Regions from separate parts of the Mus musculus genome. Here all the other regions are linked to region 1. The links are chromatin contacts, called in public Hi-C and Micro-C maps. All regions are on one chromosome and are shown on one strand. Each heading gives the region's core, a stretch centred on a gene start, on an enhancer-like site or on the middle of the called end of the contact. The rest is flanking DNA. Distances are from core to core; before and after follow the strand shown. Region 1 holds the start of Spo11 (SPO11 meiotic protein covalently bound to DSB). Region 2 has its middle 3.2 kb from the start of Gm35864. Region 3 has its middle 53 kb from the start of 1700021F07Rik.

Region 1 (3,772 bases), core at 420-2,919:
CTTGGCATGGATTCCAACAACTGTTCTCATAGCGCTTACTTACAAAAAATTAGATTTACCTGTAAATTCCTCTTTCAAAGAACCCTTTTGCATTAATGACGAGCTAATATAACTTACAAATACATTTTTTATTTGCTCACATTAACTTACTTCAATGTCGCTGAACTTCAATACAGACTTGGCTTGAAATACTACTGTAAAAATGTTTTAACTGAGGATGATGTAAGACTAGCTTTGAACTTCCTTCCCAAGAATTCAATGCAGAAACATTAACACACATATACGCTCCTGCAAGTGAGCAAGCGCGCTCGCTCTCACACACATACATACTTTCTTATAGCACATTGCCCTAAAATTGATATCATGACTAAAAATTAACCATCTTAAATTGTAATGATTCAAAAGGAAAAAAATTAATCACTACAAGAAAAGAAAAAAAAATGAATTTTGTACTAAATAGTTCACTTGGCCACAAAAAAATCATGCCTCTTTACCACAAAATATCAAGACTGAACCCAGCTTTCTCCAGCTGGCTGTTAATTTCACAAACCATCAGTTTAAAAAAAATATATATCTCAATCATTTTAAGCAACATTGGCACATTGCCTAAGGAGGAAAGCCAAGCTAAACAAAGAAGATGGGCAAAATGTTGAGTTTTAACAACCACACAATTCTCAACGTTTCTACTGTGTGTATGTGGGGGGGGGGATAGATCAGAAAATGGATTTTAAAACATTTACTATTTTCTAACACAATTTTTTTCAAAGTTTGGAATAGGCTGAGACAAATACTGAAGGTCAAGATATAGTCAGGTGAACCGTAGGAGAGTCTCTGTAGTTGGTTGTGAAGAAATTACTTACAATATGTTCATCTGTTCCCTTCAGGTTAAAAAAAAAAAAGTCTTATTATAAATTACTTAAAATGTGATGATGTCCTTGTTAGTTCTGAGAAATTAATTAGTGGTAGTTCAGAGAGTAAACGCTTTTCACTTTCTCTTTCCTCTTCTATCCCTCACTCCCAAACCTATTTTACACACACACACACACACACACACACACACACACAATTTTTTTTCAACATGGGGTTTCTCTGTCTAACAGCCCTGGCTATTCTGGAACTACTGATTTCAAACTCAGAAACCTGCCTGCCTCAGCCTCCCGGTGCTGAAATTAAAGCCCAGCTTTCATTTAAAACAAAAACAAAAACAAACAAAACAAAACAAGACAAAGCCCCATAAATCCAAAGCAAGTCTCAAGCTCTCTGACTATAAAGGACACTGATAAACCTAGGAACTAAGCCAGAGCGGGGCGCCTGGAACATTCTAGAAAACATCTGGTGTGTACAGGGTCCCGGTCACCACCAGGGAGCACTAGGGAGCACCGACTTCGGGGCTCGGACGTGGCCTCCGACGCTCTCCCCACGGAGGCCACCTCGGCGCCACGAGGAACCTTCCCGGGCTTTCCATGGCCCTGCCGAGCTGCTGTACCTAGAGGCCACGCGGGTGGCCCCGGCAGGGGTCTCCCCTGCGCCTCTCTTCACCATGGCCAACAGGGAAGCCCTGTGCCGATCCAGGGCGTCGAAGAACGAGGCCTCGGGCCCCATAGGCGCGAACGCCATAATGGCGGATGCGGAGCCGCTCTGAGGCCTCCTGCCCCTGCGAACCTTTCCGCGCTCTAGCCACGCGCATGCGCACTGCACCACTGACCGCGGGACAGCCCGCGGAGCAGAGTGCGCAGGCGCAGGGGCCTCTGAGGCGCCCCCCCAACACACACACACACACACACACACACACACACACACACACACACACACACACACACACACTACCCTTCAGGGAGGACATGAAGCTCTCAGATGCAGATCTCTGGGGTCGAGGTTTTCTTGGTCTGATAACTTAGGGGAAATAATACTTGCAAAGCTCTTTTGGGGGGTCATTTGGGGAGGTAATAATTACAACTTTTCACTAGGACGGTCATGGACCTGGGGATAGGTATGGGAGAAGGGAAACATTTCTGCCTGGTTTGGCTTCCTGCCTCTGTACCAGGTCCTCTCCACCTGCCTCCTCCTGTGTGCCGGGATTAAAGGCTTTTTACTGTCCAAAACATGTTTGGGATTTGCTTTTATTAAGAAGATTGTCGTTGGGGAAAGCTCGGCGTTAAGAATTTTAATGCACTTGTAGAGAGCCTAGGTTCATTCATTTCTTAGGACCCCCGCCAGGCAACTCATATCTGCCTAAAACTACACTTCCATGGGACCTCATGCCCTCTGGCCTCTGTGGGTTCCTGCATGCATGTGGTACTCACACATAAAAATATTTTTTTAAAAAAAGTGAATTTTTAAAAATATATAAAAAGTTGTTGCTTATCTGAAAATAGTATTTCCATCCTAAGCCTTAATAGCGTGAATATCACTTCCTCTCCTTGCAGACCTACGGTAAGACATGTCTCGCTTTATTCTCTCTGAGCCTTCTAGAGCAGAAGGTGGGATTTCTGAAGTCCTAGAGGAGCCTTGACTCTTAGAACCGTATCCTTAACAAAGAGAGACTGGGATGAGGTAAAAAACTGACTGGACCAAAGTGGCTTGAATCAAGGTGTATGAGAGATGCTGGGACTGATCCCGTGAGAGCCACCTGACCACAGGCCCCAGTTGATAGTTTTTATTTCTAATAGTCTAGTGGCAGAAATAACAGCCTCCTCTCTGCATGCCCATGCTGAGGCATCCCTTCCCTCTGAGGGACCAGCCACACTTCCCTATACTATTCTGTAGTATAGAATAGAGTTTATTTAGGGCATGGATGGGGAAGGGAGTTGAGAGAAAGGGGGGGTGGGGATAGAGGAGTAGAGGCTGGCTATGAGCACATGGGGGGGAGGAAGGGGGGAGGGAAATGGGGAAAGAGGGGGAAGAGGGGAAGAGAGCAAGGACAGGAGAGCAAGAGAGAGAGAGAGAGAGAGAGGAGGGGGCAAGCAACCCCTTTTATAATGAGTCAGGCCCAGCTGGCTATTGCCAAGTAACTATGGAGTGGAGCCTAGGCTAAAAGCCAACACTGCGTGTGTGTGTGTGTGTGTGTGTGTGTGTGTGTGTGTGTGTGTGTGTGTGTGTGAGACCTGTGTGAAGAGCCTTTCTTTATCATTATCACACTCCTTCCTGTTGCCTCTCATGTGCTATGCAGTGCTGGTTACCAGAGGGATGAGGGAGCTAGGTCTCTGTCCTCAGGAAGCCCTCAGCCCAAGGAGATGCAGCAACTGAACACAAACGGGCGAACCTCAGGTAAGTGTACCAGGAGATAGGTACACTTGAAATGAGTAGGGAAAACTCACCCTCATTTTCTGGATGGAGAGTCTGGGCTCAGAAAGGTTGAGAGCTGCATGCGAGGCTGAGCATGCGAGCCGGTTCTCCAAGAGGGAGGCTTTGATGCCAGGTTCATGTCAGATCCTGGGGAACCCAGGGGCCTCCAGGGGTCTGGCTCAGGGTGGGCTGGCATTTTGCAGGGTTCTTCCTGGCGGAACTAGCCCTTTGTCCTGAGTGGTGGCCTTTTTGTTTGTTTGGTTGGTTGGTTTGGTTTTGGTTTTAGTTTTCCTCCGGAGGACAGCCACACAACAGGCAAGCTTCAGAAGGACTTGAAGAGGGAGGGCAAGGTGACATCACAGCTTTCTTCTGAGTTTCACACACGGCTCCCCTTTTATGTCCCTTGGAGACAGACCTGAATCGCAGGTCTACAGACTCCACCAGAGGCCTCTCTCCTCCTCTGGGACTTTTGAAAAGTTCTGAGGTG
Region 2 (3,796 bases), core at 327-2,826, 460 kb after region 1:
CGGCGGCTCCATCTCTTCAGCCCCGTGAACACTGATTACCAGCACGAGCCGCTGCTCCCTGCAATAGTGCAATAATATTTTCCTTCCTTCCTTCCTCCCTCCCTCCCTCCCTCCCTCCCTTCCTCTTTCTTTCTTTCTTTCTTTCTTTCTTTCTTTCTTTCTTTCTTTCTTTCTTTCTTCCTATCTATCTATCTATTATTTATTTATTTATTTATTTATTTATTTATTTATGTAGGACACAAGGTCACGAAGGTCTTTGTGAACACAGAGTCCTGGCCTGGAGCTCATTAAGTAGACCAGGCTTCCCTGGAAGTAACAGAAATCCACCTGCATGGGGGGACAGGCACGCAGTAAAAGGTGTCCTTCCACATTCTTCAGAGGTGCCATTAGGAGATACACCGGGGAAGGAAAAGGTGACTCTTTCCAGACAGGAGACAGCGAGAGCGTCATCCATAGCCGCAAAGTGACGCTAGGCTGGCAAGAGGTTCCAGTGGGGAAAGGCCCTTACGGCCAAGCCGTCAACCCGTGGGCCCCAAATGACACAAGTGGAAGATTGGCTCCCCAAAAGCTGTCCTCTGACCTCCACGTCTGCACTACACACCCTCAACTAGAAAACAATAAATAAATGTGATTTAAAAAATTTAGTTAAAATGTTGTTAAAGCTCAGCCACAGGCAAGGCTCGCGTGAAGACAGGAAGGCGGAGCGCCACAACCATCTACCAAAAAATTTCAAACGTGAAGTATTTCAGATATCAAAATTGAGAAGAATGAGCTAGAGAAGTAGCTGGCAACTGGGGCAAGATGGGGGGCTGGGGGTGGGGTGGGGTTAGAACACCCTGATGGTTCCCTTTCAAGTCTGGAAGGTAACACTTTAACAGTGGTCCTCGTGTCTTCCAAACCTAGAGTTTTCCTGACTTTAGCTTCTTATTTTCCTTGTAGGCACACGCAAGTTAACCGTAGGTATAGGATTCTGCAAGGCCAGCAAATATAGCCCGCTCTGGCTCTCTGTCCCCATCCACCCTTACTGGACCTGATTCTGTTGGGCCAATCACTTCTGCCCACCCCCACCCCCGCCCCCGCCCCTTTGGCAGGTACGGTGACTGAGGCCGGAGGATGAATCCACCGTGTCTGTCGCCCATGGCTGATGAGAATCTACGGTGTATTTAGCCCATGGCAGAAGAAAACTTACTATGAAGTTAGGCTACTGAACATCTGCCTGAGCCCAGTTTCCCTCCAGGGGCCGTTGTCAGTGGCAGATGCGGCAGGGAGCCACATGGCCCAGGAAGAGCGGCCACCTGGCTGAGCCGAAGGTGGAGCCTTCTGGTTCCTGGTTGGTTCTGTGGGATCTTTTACCTCAATGGCCGTTGCTAGGGGAACTCTCCAACTTCCACTCCTAAAGAGACCCCCAAGAGCATCAGCCTTTCCTAGAAGAACACTCACTAGAAATTTACGTTGAAATTTACGTTGCTGGGGTTCACCCAGAACTCCTGAATCGGAGCCTGGGAGGGGCCCCCTGATCTGCCCTGAGATTGGGACAGCCTGGTGACCACTCAGGCGCACCTGTCTCAGGAATCTGAGCTGCAGCGAGATTTCACCTCCTGTAGCCCGGGGCCAGCAATGCGTAGGGCGTCAGGATCTTTTATGAAGCTTCATGCAGAGGTGAACCCACAGCGGGAAGCAAAAATTGCTCAATAATTCCCTCAGCGAGTGCTTCCTCAAGGCTTGCCTTGTACGGTAGGATTTTTTTTTTTTTTTTTTTTGTTCGTTTAGGTCTTTCCTCCCCCCCCCCCCCTCACCTGGAATCATGGTGCTTAGAGTGGTCTGGAACTTTCTACATAGCTCGTACTTTGACCTCCTGATTCTCTTGCTTCTAAGCACTGGGAGTCCCATGAGCATCAGCACACCGGGTTATGAGGTACTGGGATGGAACCCTAGGCCGTGTGTGTTCTGGGCAAGCATTCTGTCAACCGAGCTCTGAGCTGAGCTAGGATTTTTGTTGGGATCCCTGTACTCCTGAGCTTCTTGGAGATAGAACACGGCAAGTGGTTGTAAGAAAACCAGCCACATCTGTTTCTGAATGTGAGGGTGATCTGCCCGGCTCTGCCAAGCTCCAGCAGTGCTGGCCACTTGTTGGCCTCTCACATCAAGGGGAACCAGGGCACAGAGGAAGCACCAAGGACGTGCAGAATGAAGAGCAAGGGGAAAGAAGGGAGCTGGCTGCTTAGGGGCAAAGGTCACCTCTGGTCACATCCCCAGCACTAGACATGGTAGATTCCAGAATCCAGTACTGACAGTTCTGAAAGTCACTCCTGTTAACCGAGTCTGTGCTGCTTCAGCCTGCTTGGATACAGCCTGGGAGTCAGGACTTCCACGAGTGGTCGCGTGCTGAATTCAGGGTGGGGTGGGCCGGGGTGTGAACGCACTTTTGCAGGTTCGAGGGCAAGTGGAGCTCACCCACTTGGATACTAATGAAATCCAAGCTGGCATGCGAAGTCCTGTAAAATTGTTCTGGAGGTGAAGGGCTCCGACAGCTGCTTTTAATTTTTTACTTTATTCCATTTTTCCCATGGTTTTATGTGGATCATAGAGGTGTCCTCGTTTTATAACTAAGAAGCAATTGCTTGCCTTTAACCCCAGCACTTTGGAGGCAGAGGCAATCGGATCTCTGTGAGTCTGAGGTCAGCCTGGTCTATATATTGCGACCAATATATTGGGACAGCCAGGGCTACAGAACAAGATCCCGCCTCGTAAAAATAAATAGTGAAAAATGAAAACAACAAAGCAGTTGTTAACTGCAAGCCCTGTCCAACCCACCTTCAGCCACATGGTGAGCTTGAGGTTGGTTCTGGCCACCTCAGATCCTGTGTAGAAGCAAAACACACAGAGAAGGACAACTGTGTGTGTGTGTGTGGGGGGGGAACAGAGGGAGGGAAGGAGGGAGGGAAGGAGGGAGGGAGAGAAAGGGAGAGGGAGGGAGGAAGAGAGAAAGAGTGAGTGAGAGAGAGAGAGACGCAGTTGATGCTGTTGATAAAGTTGGGCTGAACACTCCTGGGGTCTGACAGCCCAGCTACCCAGGGTCACAAGTTCAAAGACAGTTCAAGGACATCTGGGAAGGGTACGAAACAATAGATAACCAAAGCACTGCATGCCTGTCCTAGCTCATCAGATTGTCAGGCTGAGGCAAGATGGCTGCCAGTTCAAGGTCAGCCGAAATTGTGAAGTGTCCACTAGAGAAGACCACTTGGACACGGGTTCAAGTCAATAGCAACTCTTTATTGGCTGACCCGCAACTACCCTGGGTGTTCAGGTGTCTTCTTGAGCCTTTCAGGGTGGGCTTTTAAGTACAAAATCCACATCCTGGGCTGATGTATCTCAGTTAGTAAGAACAGTTAGCCATACGCGGAACTACAGAAGCAGAAAAGCAAGGCCGGTACATTTAGGGACTTCCCTAGAACTACAGTCTTGGGTGGATTAGGTCTTTGTTCCCACTTTGGCAGGTGGTGCTGGATTCCAAGGCCAGAACAGAACTTCCAACCTTTGTGCCAAAGGTCAGGAGGTCGTTCACCTGGGTGGCTCAGCAAGTCCCTCTCTCAAAACAGAGAGCAAAATGAGGATGGGGGATGTGTCCCAGTGACTGAGAGCAACTCCAGAATGTTCTCAGTTCAACCCTCAGTCCTGGATTAATAACAGTAATAACTAAGATTTAACCCATTAGCAAAGGCACGAGTTGCCATTCTCTGCCCCCAGGCTCCAGTCTGGACTCTACACTCTTGGGGATCCACTGTCCCTCCTTCCC
Region 3 (3,496 bases), core at 442-2,941, 490 kb before region 1:
CTAGGCCATTCGAGATTCCTCAGTTAAGAATTCTTTGTTTAGCTCTGTACCCCATTTTGAATAGGGTTATTTGGTTCTCTGGAGTCTAACTTCTTGAGTTCTTTGTATATTTTGGATATTGGCCCTCTATTGGATGTAGGGCTAGTAAAGATCTTTTCCCAATCTGTAGGTTGCTGGGTTTTTTTCCTATTGACCGTGTCCTTTGCCTTACAGAAGCTTTTCAATTTTATGAGATTCCATTTGTCAATTGTTGATCTTAGTGCCCGAGCCATTGGTGTTTTGTTCAGGAAATTTTCTCCTGTGTCAATGAGTTCAAGGTTCTTTCCCACTTTCTCTCCTATTAGTTTCAGTGTATCTGGCTTTATGTGGAGGTCCTTGATCCACTTGAACTTGAGCTTTGTACAAGGAGATAAGAATGGGTCAGTTTGCATTCTTCTACATGCCCACCACCAGTGAACCAGCAACATTTGTTGAATATGCTGTCTTTTCTCCAATGGGTAGTTTTGGCTTCTTTGTCAAAGATCAAGTGGCCATAGGTGTGTGTGGGTTTATTTTTGGGTCTTCAATTCTATTCAATTGATCTACCCCTACCCGCCTGTCTCTGTACCATGCAGTTTTTATCACTATTGCTCTGTAGTATAGCTTAAGATCAGGGATAGCGATTCCCTCAGAAGTTCTTTAATTGTTGAGAATAGTTTTTTGTTATTCCAGATGAGTTTAAGAATTGTTCTTTCTATCTCTGTGAAGAATTGAATTGAAATTTTTGTTGTGGATTTCATTGAATCTGTAGATTGCTTTTGGTAAGATGGCCATTTTTACTATGTTAATCCATAAGCATGGGAGATATTTCCATCTTCTGAAGTCTTCTTCAATTTCTTTCCTTAGAGACTTGAAGTTCTTGTCATACAACTCTTTCACTTGCATGGTTAGAGTCACACCAAGGTATTTTATATTATTTGTGATTATAGTGAAGGGTGTTGTTACCCTAACTTCTTTTGCAACCTGTTTATCCTTTCAGTAGAGGAAGGCTACTGATTTGTTTGGGTTAAATTTATATCCAGTCACTTTGCTGAAGTTGTTTATCAGCTATAGGAGCTCTCTGGTGGAATTTTGGGGGTTGTTTATGCATACTATCATATCATCTGCAAATAGTGATATCTTGACTTCTTCCTTACCAATGTGTATCCTTCTGACCTCCTTTTTAAGGTGTACTCCTAATATACACTTTGTTACACAATTGGCTCCCATTTCTTTTCTGTTTCGGCAGTTTGTTTTTAGCTGATATAATTAGACCACTCACATTTAAAGTGATATGGCCCTATTGTCTTCCAAGAGCCCGTGAAGAAGAACAATCGTCCTCCGATTACAGTGTTTAAGCATTGTTTTTGTTTTGTTTTGTTTAAGCTCAAAGGCCCAAACTCTTCCACATTCCCCCAAAACACATGGCCAGGTCTGGCACAGCAATAGGCCATTCTCAGATGCCAACTTCAGAACTAGCTAGTGTCCTATTGTGTGGCAAAACACCACAGCCAAGTCAACTTACTGAAGAAAGTGTGACTCAGGCTTGCAGTTTCAAAGGTGGAAGTGTGTGATGGTGGAAGGAAGACGCGGTGCAGGCACAGCTGAGCTCACACCTCAGCCCTCAAGCAGGTGACAGGAGTGGACGGTGAATGATGCACGGTTCAGAAACCTCAAAGCCCGCCCCCAGTGGCACACTTCCTCCCACAAGCCCACATCTCCTAAACCTCCAAACAGCTCTGTTAACAGGGGACCAAGCAGTCAAATGTCTGAGACTACGAGGATGTTCTTAGTCAAGCCACGAGGAGCCTGCCTGACTCTATTTTGAAGGCAGAAGCCATTCTGTTGATTTGTTAAAAGTAACTTTACTCTAAGAGCTGGGGTTTTAAGTTTCTGTTTCCTGGAACCTGACCTGCCCAAACCCATGACATTGACTTGTTTTTGAGAACATCCTGACCCCCCCCCCTAATCTGGGGCCACATGAAGATGGCTGGTTTTGTTGGTTGGTTGGTTTTTGGGGTTTTTTTTGAGGTTTTTGTTTTTCTGAGATTTTTCTGTATTTCTCAACTGCCCTACTGTAACGTCTGTTAAACTGCTTTGCGACTTCTCATACTTCTCATGCTGAGAAATAGACCTAGCATATCTCTTGAACCCGACTTAGGGGACAGTCCCTGGTCAGTTTTCTGGTGTGCCCCAATAAAATAAAACTTGTTCCAAATTTGGCTCAAAAATGGTGGTAGTGGTCTTATTCTCGACCAGTGGGATTAACAAACCAGGTTCTTTTTCTCCCTTTATTCTTGACCTCAAACTCCTCCCAAACCTTCTCAGAGAATCTGTGTTGAATGCTGTCTCCTCCAGGCTCCTCTGTGACCCCACAAACATGCTGCATGTGGGGAGATTGGAGTGGGGTGCTCTGTAGACTCCCGGGGAGCATGGGCTGTCCCTGTCCTTAGGTAGGACAGGGTGGTAGATAGGAGCTGATGTAAGAATGTACCCTTCCTGCAGCAAGATGAGCCTCTGGCCATGTGCATGCAGGAGGGACTCTGTCGTAGAGAAAGTTCTGGAAATATTTCATATGTACTCTTTCTGTTCCCCATTACTCAGAGGGTCTGAGGGCTCCTTGAGATGAAAGTCAGGAGGTTGTGGGGTCTCTCTTAGATTACACTGAAGCCCCCATCAGAAATTCTAGACTATTCCATGCAGTCTTTGGCAATGATCAAAACCCCCATGCTGCTATCCCTGGACTTCTGGCTCCAGTGGTCTCCATGCTGCCAAGGTTCCCTGCTTGACCTGCCTCTGCCCTGCTGGTTTGGGGCAGTGGCCTGCTTTCAAAACTCATTTCTCCCAAGAATGCAGTGCAAGACTTTGATTTCCACGTTGTCTGGCACCTTTGTGTCTGTGTCAGGATGGCAGTGAGCCCCCCAAGCAGAGGCTGGGGGACCACAACATTTACCACAGTACAAAATGCATTTGATTTTTTGATTTGTCCCTCATTTAACAGATCACCAGGCAAGTTGTGGAAACCAGTAGCTGTCATCCTCCAAGGGGCGGTGAGTGTGTGTGTGTGTGTGTGTGTGTGTGTGTGTGTGTGTGTGTGTCTACTCCTTTACAAATGTGGCCTGTATCACAGTCATGTCCCAAAGGGACTGATACCTTGCCCATTGACAGGAGGAAGCTTGTGTGGGGGTGTGGGGCGCGTGTAGCCCAAACTGACCATGAACTTACTAAGTAACTGAGGGTGACCTAGAACTCCTTACCTTCTTGCCTCTACCTTCTACCTCCTGGGTTGCAGAGCCGTGCCCCCACCTGGATTGTGCTGTTCTAGAGACTGAAGCCAAGCCCTTGTGCCTGCTCCCAGCTTGCCTACATCACCAGCCTAGCAGTGAGACTGTCAAGGCTTAGTGGGGTTGGGTCACTAGCCTGAAGTCAGCATTCTTGCAGTTGACAAAGCACAGCTTTCTTTGGCTCCAGTAGCTGA

The links. Hi-C and Micro-C count contacts between places; a contact is called where the count stands out from the background.
Region 2: a Micro-C map of embryonic stem cells shows a contact between it and region 1, with 2.2 times the contacts expected there. The contact joins the enhancer-like site here to the promoter of Spo11 in region 1. A contact is called at or near these places in 6 of 39 promoter capture datasets (the 3T3-L1 cell line, cranial neural crest, frontonasal cranial neural crest and 3 more), 1 of 484 Hi-C or Micro-C datasets (embryonic stem cells) and 2 of 115 datasets of contacts at active chromatin or transcription factors (both in embryonic stem cells).
Region 3: a Hi-C map of pro-B cells shows a contact between it and region 1, with 2.9 times the contacts expected there. The contact joins the enhancer-like site here to the promoter of Spo11 in region 1. A contact is called at or near these places in 2 of 484 Hi-C or Micro-C datasets (CD4 T cells and pro-B cells), 2 of 115 datasets of contacts at active chromatin or transcription factors (memory CD8 T cells and thymic regulatory T cells) and 1 of 9 other capture datasets (embryonic stem cells).

Annotation. Positions count from the first base shown.
Region 1 is chr2:172,977,739-172,981,510 of GRCm38.p6, reverse strand. Spo11 (SPO11 meiotic protein covalently bound to DSB) reads right to left here and starts at 1,669. Exons shown (of 13, transcript NM_012046.2): 1 at 1,487-1,669. The coding sequence starts at 1,617. It overlaps Gm52538 (a long non-coding RNA gene), which reads left to right and starts at 2,391. Exons shown (of 3, transcript XR_003953974.1): 1 at 2,391-2,433; 2 at 3,170-3,267.
Region 2 is chr2:172,520,506-172,524,301 of GRCm38.p6, reverse strand. No RefSeq gene overlaps it. Among named protein-coding and RNA genes, the nearest start is that of Gm35864, 3.2 kb to the right of the region's middle. Within about 2 kb of position 1,576, at least 5 of the 459 cell types and tissues checked have an H3K27ac peak or open chromatin away from gene starts, as enhancers often do. A contact at or near this core is called in embryonic stem cells, where this site is marked.
Region 3 is chr2:173,468,151-173,471,646 of GRCm38.p6, reverse strand. No RefSeq gene overlaps it. Among named protein-coding and RNA genes, the nearest start is that of 1700021F07Rik, 53 kb to the left of the region's middle. Within about 2 kb of position 1,691, at least 62 of the 459 cell types and tissues checked have an H3K27ac peak or open chromatin away from gene starts, as enhancers often do. A contact at or near this core is called in memory CD8 T cells, pro-B cells and thymic regulatory T cells, where this site is marked.